Regions from separate parts of the Danio rerio genome. Here region 2 is linked to region 1. Evidence: chromatin contacts called from public Micro-C data. All regions are on one chromosome and are shown on one strand. Each heading gives the region's core, a stretch centred on a gene start, on an enhancer-like site or on the middle of the called end of the contact. The rest is flanking DNA. Distances are from core to core; before and after follow the strand shown.

Region 1 (4,527 bases), core at 1,083-3,582:
ATGACTTTTCCAGGTTTTCTGTTAACCCTGTTAGTTTTACTTGATAGTTCAACCAAAACTGAAGAATCTGTCATCATTACTTGTTCCAAACGTGTTTGACTTTTTTCAGATGAACAGAAAGAAGATATTTTGAAAAAAGCTGAAAACATGTATCCACCCAGCTAGCCTATTTTGTTTTTAAAAGATGTTTAATAGATGTCTAATAAACATAGTCATCTTGGGTAAAACAAAGCTAAAAGTTTAGCTTCGTTTCAGCCAAGCTGTCTAGGTTTAGCTGTCTATTAGACGCCAAATTAATAAACACAAAGTTGTTTGCTGGGCATTCCATAATACTTTTTTTGTTTAACTATGGAAGTCGAATATTAAAGTTTTTCAGCTTTCTTTATAATAACTTCTTTTGTGTTTATCAAAAGAAAGAAACACATAAAGGTTTGGAACAACTTGAAGGTGAGTCAATTTTGATTTTATTAAATAAATAAATTTAATAGGCGGTTCATTCCACTGGGGCGACTCCGGATTGATAGGGGGAATGAGCCGACAAGAAAATGAATGAATGAATGAATGAATCAAATTTAATAAATATATTTATTTTTAACTATTCTATTGGTCCATCAAGTGACACTCACAAGGCACTTAAAAATTAAAGTTTCCTTAAAAAGGCTGAGACTTTATCATTCATTCCTAAAGCACAAAGTGCCAAAGTTTAATACATCCACTTAAGATGTTGTTCAAAGTTTGAGCAACAGCAAAAGTGCAATCACTGATGTTTGTCATGTTTAATCTGCTACATAAACTTAAGCGAGTTCAATAAGACAAGAAGGTATAAATAACGCACCAACATATACTAAATGCGCCAAGTGCAGGTCTGTTAAGAGAACAAAGTGTATCATCTACTGCTTGCTTATTAATATCACTCATTGATTCAATTTGTGGCTTGCAAATAATAAACACAAGCTTTATCATTTCAGGCCACCTGTATTTACTTTTATATACACCTATTATATGCTGTTAAACAGGGTTTTAAGACTGCAATTTGTGTCTGTGTTTCAGACTAACCCCAAGGCCAGGACAGACCTCGACTGTGTATTAGTGTGTGGTCTACCTCCCTCAGTCAGACGTATTCTGCCATTGCCAAAGGGAATCATGTGACCCTAGAGAAGGATGAGCCAGAGAAACCAGTTTCTTTTCTGCTTACAAGTCACTGCTAACATTTGCTGTGATGTATTTTTAAGAGCATAAAGTAATTAATTGTGTTTCTCTTGCTTGCTGTTTTCATACTAGGCGTTTACTGTTACAGACTAAAACGTGAAGCTGTACATCAAAATCTGTGCACCACACCTGTACACTTTTGCAAGGTTTCTGCATACATATGTCAGCTGACAATATACAGAAAATAAAAAATGATTGTATTTTTAAGTCCATATGAACATTTAAAGCACACATGTTTAAAATCAAATCAAAAACAAGAGAACGCAATGGATATTCCGTGCATGGAAACAATAAATGCATGCTGTATGGTCGATTATAACCTTGTTGGTGAGGAATCATGCTTAATTAATATGGAATATGAACGTATTAATGCAGAATACTTTTAAACATTTATTAGAACACCTAATATACTTAATAGCCGTTATATGTTGCAGCTTACTGAGACACAAAAACAATATTTTAATGCAGGAGCAATCATTTATATATATATATATATATATATATATATATATATATATATATATATATATATATATATATATACAATTTTATTTAAAACAGTGAAGATGTTGTGGTGCAATGTGGCTGCAATACTTATCTGATAGACAAAAGGAGCTCAATCAAAGCAAACACATTGCAAATGCTTACTTAAGAACCGTTTGATTTTGCTTTTTTTGTCATATATTAAACATTATTAAGTATATGTGTGATCTGAGGTGTTCATACATTCTCTTATATTGGTTTGGTACACATAACAGCATAAAACAAAGAACATAAAAGATAATAGTCTATAAGTGTTACAATGACACAATCAAATCTTAGATAGGCAGTAATAATAGATACATAAAACATTATGAAAACTGGAAATAATGTGAATAAACATTATGAAACGGCTAACGTCTGAATACATATAATAACAAGCACATATGTCTATTGTCAAAGCATCAGTTTGTGCAGCATGAACACGTGAGGCTCTAAAACAAAATTATAACGCACAGTATTGGAAAAGAATACAGCACCTACCCTCTTTTGTTCCAGAATTGATTCGGTTTCTGCAGATATTCCCTTTCAGGTGTGGAGTTATTCTTTGGATACTTCGTCTCGAGCCCTCTTCCATGTGCTCAGAGCACGCGCTCCGCGGCACGCGCTGCGTACAGTCATACAGTCGATGACGTCACGCAGACCCAATACAGCGGAGTCGGGGAAAAATCACAGCTTTGTGTAGTCAGTGTGGAAGTATCGTCATGCAGGAGACAAACACTGAGCGTTTAAAGAAGGGACAAAGCAGGAGCCTTGCTGCGACAATCATGCTCATTGATTAGCTTCTCATATTGATACATGATATTTATATTTTTATGGATATGAAAACACTATAATCATTTCAATCACCATGTGTCCACACATGGTGAGAATTATGGGACAATATAGATGGTGGCGTCTGACCACTTCATTAAAATAATGGTTGTGGTTAGCTTTAGTAGTAAGCACAGTAGCAGTGGTTATTTCTTGTGTTTACATTTTGCCAGTGTTGGGGAAAAAAAGTAATATATTACAATTTTAGGTCAACCTTATCTCTTTAAAAAAAAGAAAAAAAATATTACCATAAAACAACATAGCACATTTATATTCACATTAGGCCTTAAAAAGTCATTAAAATATTTAGTTAAGTTTTATTTATTTTAGTTAAATAAAATATTTTATTTATTTTATTTAGTTTTTATTTATTTTTTAAGTGACAACAGATTGTAATATATTACTTTTTGCAGAAGGCTAAATTTGTCAATCAGGAACTGAAATAGCTTGCGTACATGTAATAAACATTTAACGCTTGTACTGCTTATTAATTTATATATTAAATAAATAGAAGATCTGAAAAGCTTGCTTAAGCTGAACCACAACATATAGTTTTAAAATGTGTTTAAAGAAATCAAGGCTATAATTCTCACACTGTTTAATTATGTCTCCATAGCTGCTGCACTGATTTCTGAGTGGTTTGCAGCTCAGACTGCATTAACAGAGCTTTGCCACATCCATAGCAGATGCTCTGAGCCTTGCTTCTAGACATGATTGAGAGATCTTAATGACTCAGCTTCGTTAAATCACCTGAAAGGGACTTCTCCTGCAGGCAAAACGGTCCACAACATACATTTCAATAGCTTTCATTTTTGACTTCTGAATGCCAAATCAGAGGGGGGTCAAGTTCATCTTGATGCAGGGATGCAAGTATTTATATTCTTTAATCATGCTTTTAAGTATTGTCTGTGTATTTCATGCAGCAATCCCACATAACATTTTGGACAGGCATCTTTTCGTTGTAAACAAAATGCAGTATTATACATTACTTAGCTATTTTTTCTGAATAAACACTCTACAAACATTTCAATAGTGTCTAATCTGTGTGTATAATGAGACCAAGAGAGTCAAGTTCAGAAAGAAATTCCTTTATGATTGAGTGAAAACATTGAAAACGAATATGGTTTATGAGAACACATAGCTAATACAGGTTCAAAAATATTTTTCTTAGGAAATATTAATTCGTTATATACAAAAACTTACAAAAACATTTTAATCTAGGGCTGCGCAGCCCTATATTTTTCTTATTTTATTAATAAAAATAAATCCCTTAAATACAAATTACTTGAACAAACTTGTAGTTTCCAACCAAACTGGCAGTTTCAAACATGAAAAAAGTTGACAATATTCAAAAGGAAAAAAAAAAATGCATTTGACATGCAACGTTCAAACTATACACAGCAACAGTCTTGCATAAAAAAGCAGGGGGTGGGAGTTCTTGGAAAGTCTTTTCGCTTGTGACACAGATTCATTAATGTGAACTCCGCAGCTGCTGAAGCCTGTGTTTTAACTGTTCGCTCTTTCGCCTCAGCTGTTCTTTGATGGACAGCAGCCTCTGCTCGTCCAACTGCATGCTGTGGATGCACTCTGTCGCCTTCTTTAGGATAACCACTTTAGCAGCTTTCTCGTTATTCGCGACCTCAGGGATCTCATCCCGTAGCGCGAAAAAGCTGAGTTTGAGTTCATTCCTGCGCTGTCGCTCCAGCACATTGTGAGTCCTGCGTTTGTCATTGTCCTCAGAATCCGATGTCCGAGGACTCGCACACTTGCGCTGCTTCACATGCCTGTTGCTGCTGCTGCTGCTGTTGATGCTGTGATTGTTGCTAGCCTCAAGTCGTAGCCTCTTGACAGCAGGCTGGTCATGCCGCGTTGACGGATGGGCGGCGTAGTTGTGCTGGTGGGTGGAGACGTGACAGCGCTTCAAAACTAGGGGACTGGGGTACCTCGACTCTGAAGCATCCGTCT
Region 2 (4,527 bases), core at 1,380-3,879, 47 kb before region 1:
CCGCTTCTAGTACAAGAGACTGAGGATTCTCCTGGGGAGGGGCTTAAACCAGACGTGAGTTTCTGCAGAGTTTGTGTAAGTGGAACATTTAGAAATGCAACTAAAAAGACAGTTGTTGTTAAATTTTATAGGTGATTCCTAATTTGCAATCGTAAGCTTGGCAAGCAATTTTGGAGAATTTGATGTTTCCCCATTTACACAGAATGCCCAAGCAAAGATGGCTGCTGAATAAAATGACTTGAAAAATAATTGAAAAAAAAATGTATAGAAACAAAATGCATGTTGATAATACAGCGTACAAAAGCACCAGGATTTCTTGTTCACAATTTTATTGTACACATTTTTGCGATGTTATTGCAAAATAACACAAATTTTGGTCGTATTGTTTGTTTACAGTTTTATTGCACAAAATACACATTTCTGTGACGTTATTGCGTTATGTGCATGCTACTTTGATTGAGCATTGTAATGTTTGCTTGTTTACAGTTTTATTTTACAATATACAAATAAAGGGGCTGCACGGTGGTGCAGTGGTTAGCACATTTGCCTCACAGCAAGAAGGTCGCTGGTTCGAACCTCAGCTGGGTCAGTTGGCGCTTCTGTGTGGAGTTTGCTTGCTCTCCTCGTGTTCGTGTGGGTATCCTCACTTACCCCACATGTCCCCCACATGTCCAAAGACATGCGGTACAGGTGAATTGGGTAGGCTTAATTGTCTGTAGTCTATGTGTGTGAGTAAGTGTGTATGGATGTTTCCCAGTAATGGGTTGCAGCTAGAAGGGCATTCACTGTGTAAAACATGTGCTGGATAAGTTGGCGGTTCATTCTGCTGTGGCGACCACAGAATAATAAAGCGACTAAGGCGAAAAGAAAATGAATGATTGAATGAATATACAAATGATTGACCTCTTAAAAAGTTTAACATGTTGACCTCCAGTGTGAGGTAGTTATTTATTTTTATTTAATTCACCCATTTCTCAAGTTGTGGAAAAAAAAAAAATTAACAACCATGTACCAAAAAAGGTAGAATTTTGATGAAGAGTTGTAAAATGGTCACAGTTACGTAGCTCTGAAATATGTTATGGAAAAGCAAATAAACAGAAATAAATTACATAGCAAATAATATATATATATTTATTTTTTTATATATATATATACATATATATATTTTTTTTTTTTTTGTGAAATAAATGCCCAATGTGACATATGTTCATTGATTCATTTTCTTTTCGGCTTAGATCCTTTATTTATTATGGAACGCCACAGCGGAATGAACCGCAAACTTATCCAGCACATGTTTAATGCAGCGGATGCCCTTGAAGCCACAACCCGACACTGGGACACATACAACATACAACCCATACACCTTTGCATTCACGCATGTCTTTGGACTGTGAGGGGAAACCGGAGCACCCAAAAGAAACCCACGCAAACACAGGGAGAACATGCAAACTCCACACATAAATCCCAAGTGATCCGGCCGAGGCGATTGTGCTACCAACTGCACTACAGTGCTGCCCAGATATGGGTAGTAGTAGCTCATTTGTAGCCCAGATCTGGCAAACAGAAGCGTTCCATTCTGTGTGGTGTCCGAATGTAAGTATCTGGTGTGGGCCGGATCTGGGCCAAAATAAAAACAAACTCTGGCCCAGAATAGGGTCAGTTCTGGTTCATTTGGTTGAATTCTGGCTAATATGTGATATTGCTATGGCTTAATTGTGGCCCAGATCTGGCAAACAGAAGCGGACCGCCCAAGTGCCATCATTCTATACGGTATGTGAGCCGGATGTAATTGTCGGATTTGAGCCACATGAATTTTGCTAGCTGGGCTCAGTTTATGCCAGAAAACATAGATATGCAGATATTTCTTTTTATAAAATGTAAAATCCCAGCACAGTCACAGTTTTAGTTTGTTTATATCAATAAGTCTACTTCAGTCTGTATTATTCTATTCTGGAATTCATTTGTTTATAAAACAGCAATTTGGTTGTGGCAGAAAATATTATTTAACAAAAAATGTGCAGCAGTTAAGAAAAAAAATCGAGGGCTTTTCATCTTAAATGAGTTTTAAAACATTTTATTTAAAAATAATTGTGTTAAAAATGATTGTGAATAAATCGTGAGATTAGTATCGTGAATCCTATCGAATCGAAAGTCAGTTGAATTGTTACATCCCTAATAACATTACAGATCTTTCACAAAGAGGGGCTGCATTTCAAAAACAACTGCCGAAACGTGTTATATGTGGTCCATTCGGTCTGTATTATATGCCTCATAACTTTCCAATAAGGAGAAATAGGTTATTATGGGCTAAAATTACTAATAAACAATTACAAATAATGCAAAAACGCCAGTATAAGCTGAAGTTTATAATACATATACAAATATGCTGCCTATATACCGGTTTCTGTCCGACTCCAAATACCACAGCATTCCTTACCCTTTTCCGCATCTTTATGCCATTGTGTGAAACCCAGCTGTCCGCAGTCAACAGCCGATCTTCATCTCCTTGCAGCAAAGCAGTATTGTTGACTTTGATGGCAAAGAGCTGTCAGCTCACGGGGGGCCAGAATGTGGAGGTCTTTTCCTGAAAAGTTTGGCATTCACCCCTAGCTCTGGTTTCAGGCTTCCAGCAAGAGAACGACAGGCAGGCCGGCAGCTGTTCTGAAGGTCTGTGAGGAAATGAAGTAGGCAAGTCATCAGTTTATAGGGATGAATGGGCATGACTAAGCCATAATAAAAACTGAGCATGTCCACTAATTAGGTTTCTACTATGCATTAGGGGGGAGGGACCTCTAATAGCATCTCTCGCTTAGGTGAAAGAAGCGTATACCTTTTACGATGCAAATTAGAGAGAATTTGCTTCTAAAATTACCCAACAGCTGGTTCAGCTATTTTTATTTCCACACACTTACATGCTTTTTGTGTCTTCCTGCTAGCCTTTTAACCTATCTTCAACAGTTATCGGCTAAATTATGCAGCAATTCACTCAAGATTTACCGAGGAAAAGCTAAAGTGAGCTTTTATTTAATCTTTGATCTGTTTTCCTGTAAGAACTCAGTGACCTCAAGCATTTCCTTGATTCGACTGCGCTAAATCTTGAACAGGTTTGTCGGGACTCGCTGATGCTCTCGAAATGCATTAGCACCACATTATCATATATTTAACTCATTTTAGATGTCAAGAAAAGCATGTGAACGAGGCCAAGGAGACGCACTGACTCACTAAACTCCAGCTTACTAATGGCAAGAAAAAGGAGAATATACTCTTGGGAAACAGCATGTAATTTACCATTAGAGCTTTTAAGAGCGAGTTAAACGCCAATTAAATGTTCAGTGAGTCAGAATGTCATCCTCACCTTGGAATTTCAAAACAGGTTAACACACGCTGCCATTGTTGAACTTCAGAGAGAACATGTTTAAGTGTCTGTTACGCAGTGTAGATTACGGCTTAGTCACATGTTTTGACAGACAGCACCATTTTCAAAACCAACATAATTAAGGTGGAAATCTGTAAACTAGACCTGTGAGGTGTAAATGTAATCATGGTGTGTGAACAACTTCGTTTTAACAGCTCAACAGAAAGTGATTTGTCCTAGTTCCGATTCTAGGTGAGCTGCTCAGCTGTGTGCAGCTACTGGAAGTAGAACTGCAAAGACGGCTCTTTTAAAAGATGGGGAGTCATACAGTATTTGCAGCTGCAGCCTATAAATTAGTGGCGTTAAACTTGGACAGGCATGTCGCACAACAGGTGCATTGCCTGAATAGGGCTATGATGCTCAGAGAAGTACTGAGGGGAGGTTTTTTTTTTTCTTTGCAGCAGCAGCAGACTGTGAATTCTGTATCAGATTATAGAGTATGATTATCTGATCATCACTATAGATTGTGCAGCAGCTGTAAGAAGCTGTGGTGATGTATAGGTGTTTGTGGTTTATGTATATATACACACACACATACTGTACACACTCAAACTCACACACACAAATATACAGTATATAGAGTAAAGAAAAATCAACATAGGCTCATTCTGAAAACATAGTCCTATATACATTTTAAAGTTTAAATGGCTGCATTTCATCCCTAAAATGAACGCTATATGGGGCGGTGTGATGCCGTTCCTTTTCTCGCTTACCAAGGGCCTCATGAATGAAGACATCGAATTAATACTAAAACATTGCCTATGCACAAAGCTGTAAATGTGCAAACGCAGTCAAAAATTCAGATGTATGAAACTCTGTGTATGTGGAATCCCCCGCATATTCTCTCTCAGTAATGATTTTAAATCACACTGAACTGAGCTAAACTGAACTGAATTTAAACACTAAAAACTGAACTACACTGTTCCAGTTACTTTGACCATTTATGTGAAGCTGCTTTGACACAATCCACATTGTAAAAGCGCTATACAAATAAAGCTGAATTGAATCGAATATTCTCTTTGTACATACAAATTAACGTGAAACTGAGTGCACATGCATGAGAGCAAAACCCCTACCTGGCTCCTCCCCCTTATAAATATGGTAATGACTCT

The links. A called contact is a pair of places that touch in the nucleus more often than the background predicts.
Region 2: a contact with region 1 is called in a Micro-C map of caudal fin, with 4 times the contacts expected there. The contact joins the enhancer-like site here to the promoter of si:ch211-69l10.2 in region 1. A contact is called at or near these places in 2 of 18 Hi-C or Micro-C datasets (caudal fin and an unstated tissue).

The regions. Positions count from the first base shown.
Region 1 is chr24:10,771,554-10,776,080 of GRCz12tu, reverse strand. It overlaps si:ch211-69l10.2 (a long non-coding RNA gene), which reads right to left and starts at 2,332. Exons shown (of 3, transcript XR_223045.6): 1 at 2,233-2,332. myca (MYC proto-oncogene, bHLH transcription factor a) reads right to left here. Exons shown (of 3, transcript NM_131412.1): 3 at 3,635-4,527. The coding sequence ends at 4,034.
Region 2 is chr24:10,818,818-10,823,344 of GRCz12tu, reverse strand. si:ch211-69l10.2 (a long non-coding RNA gene) reads right to left here. Exons shown (of 3, transcript XR_223045.6): 2 at 2,438-2,669. Among named protein-coding and RNA genes, the nearest start is that of si:ch211-69l10.2, 47 kb to the right of the region's middle. Within about 2 kb of position 2,629, at least 6 of the 62 cell types and tissues checked have an H3K27ac peak or open chromatin away from gene starts, as enhancers often do. A contact at or near this core is called in caudal fin, where this site is marked.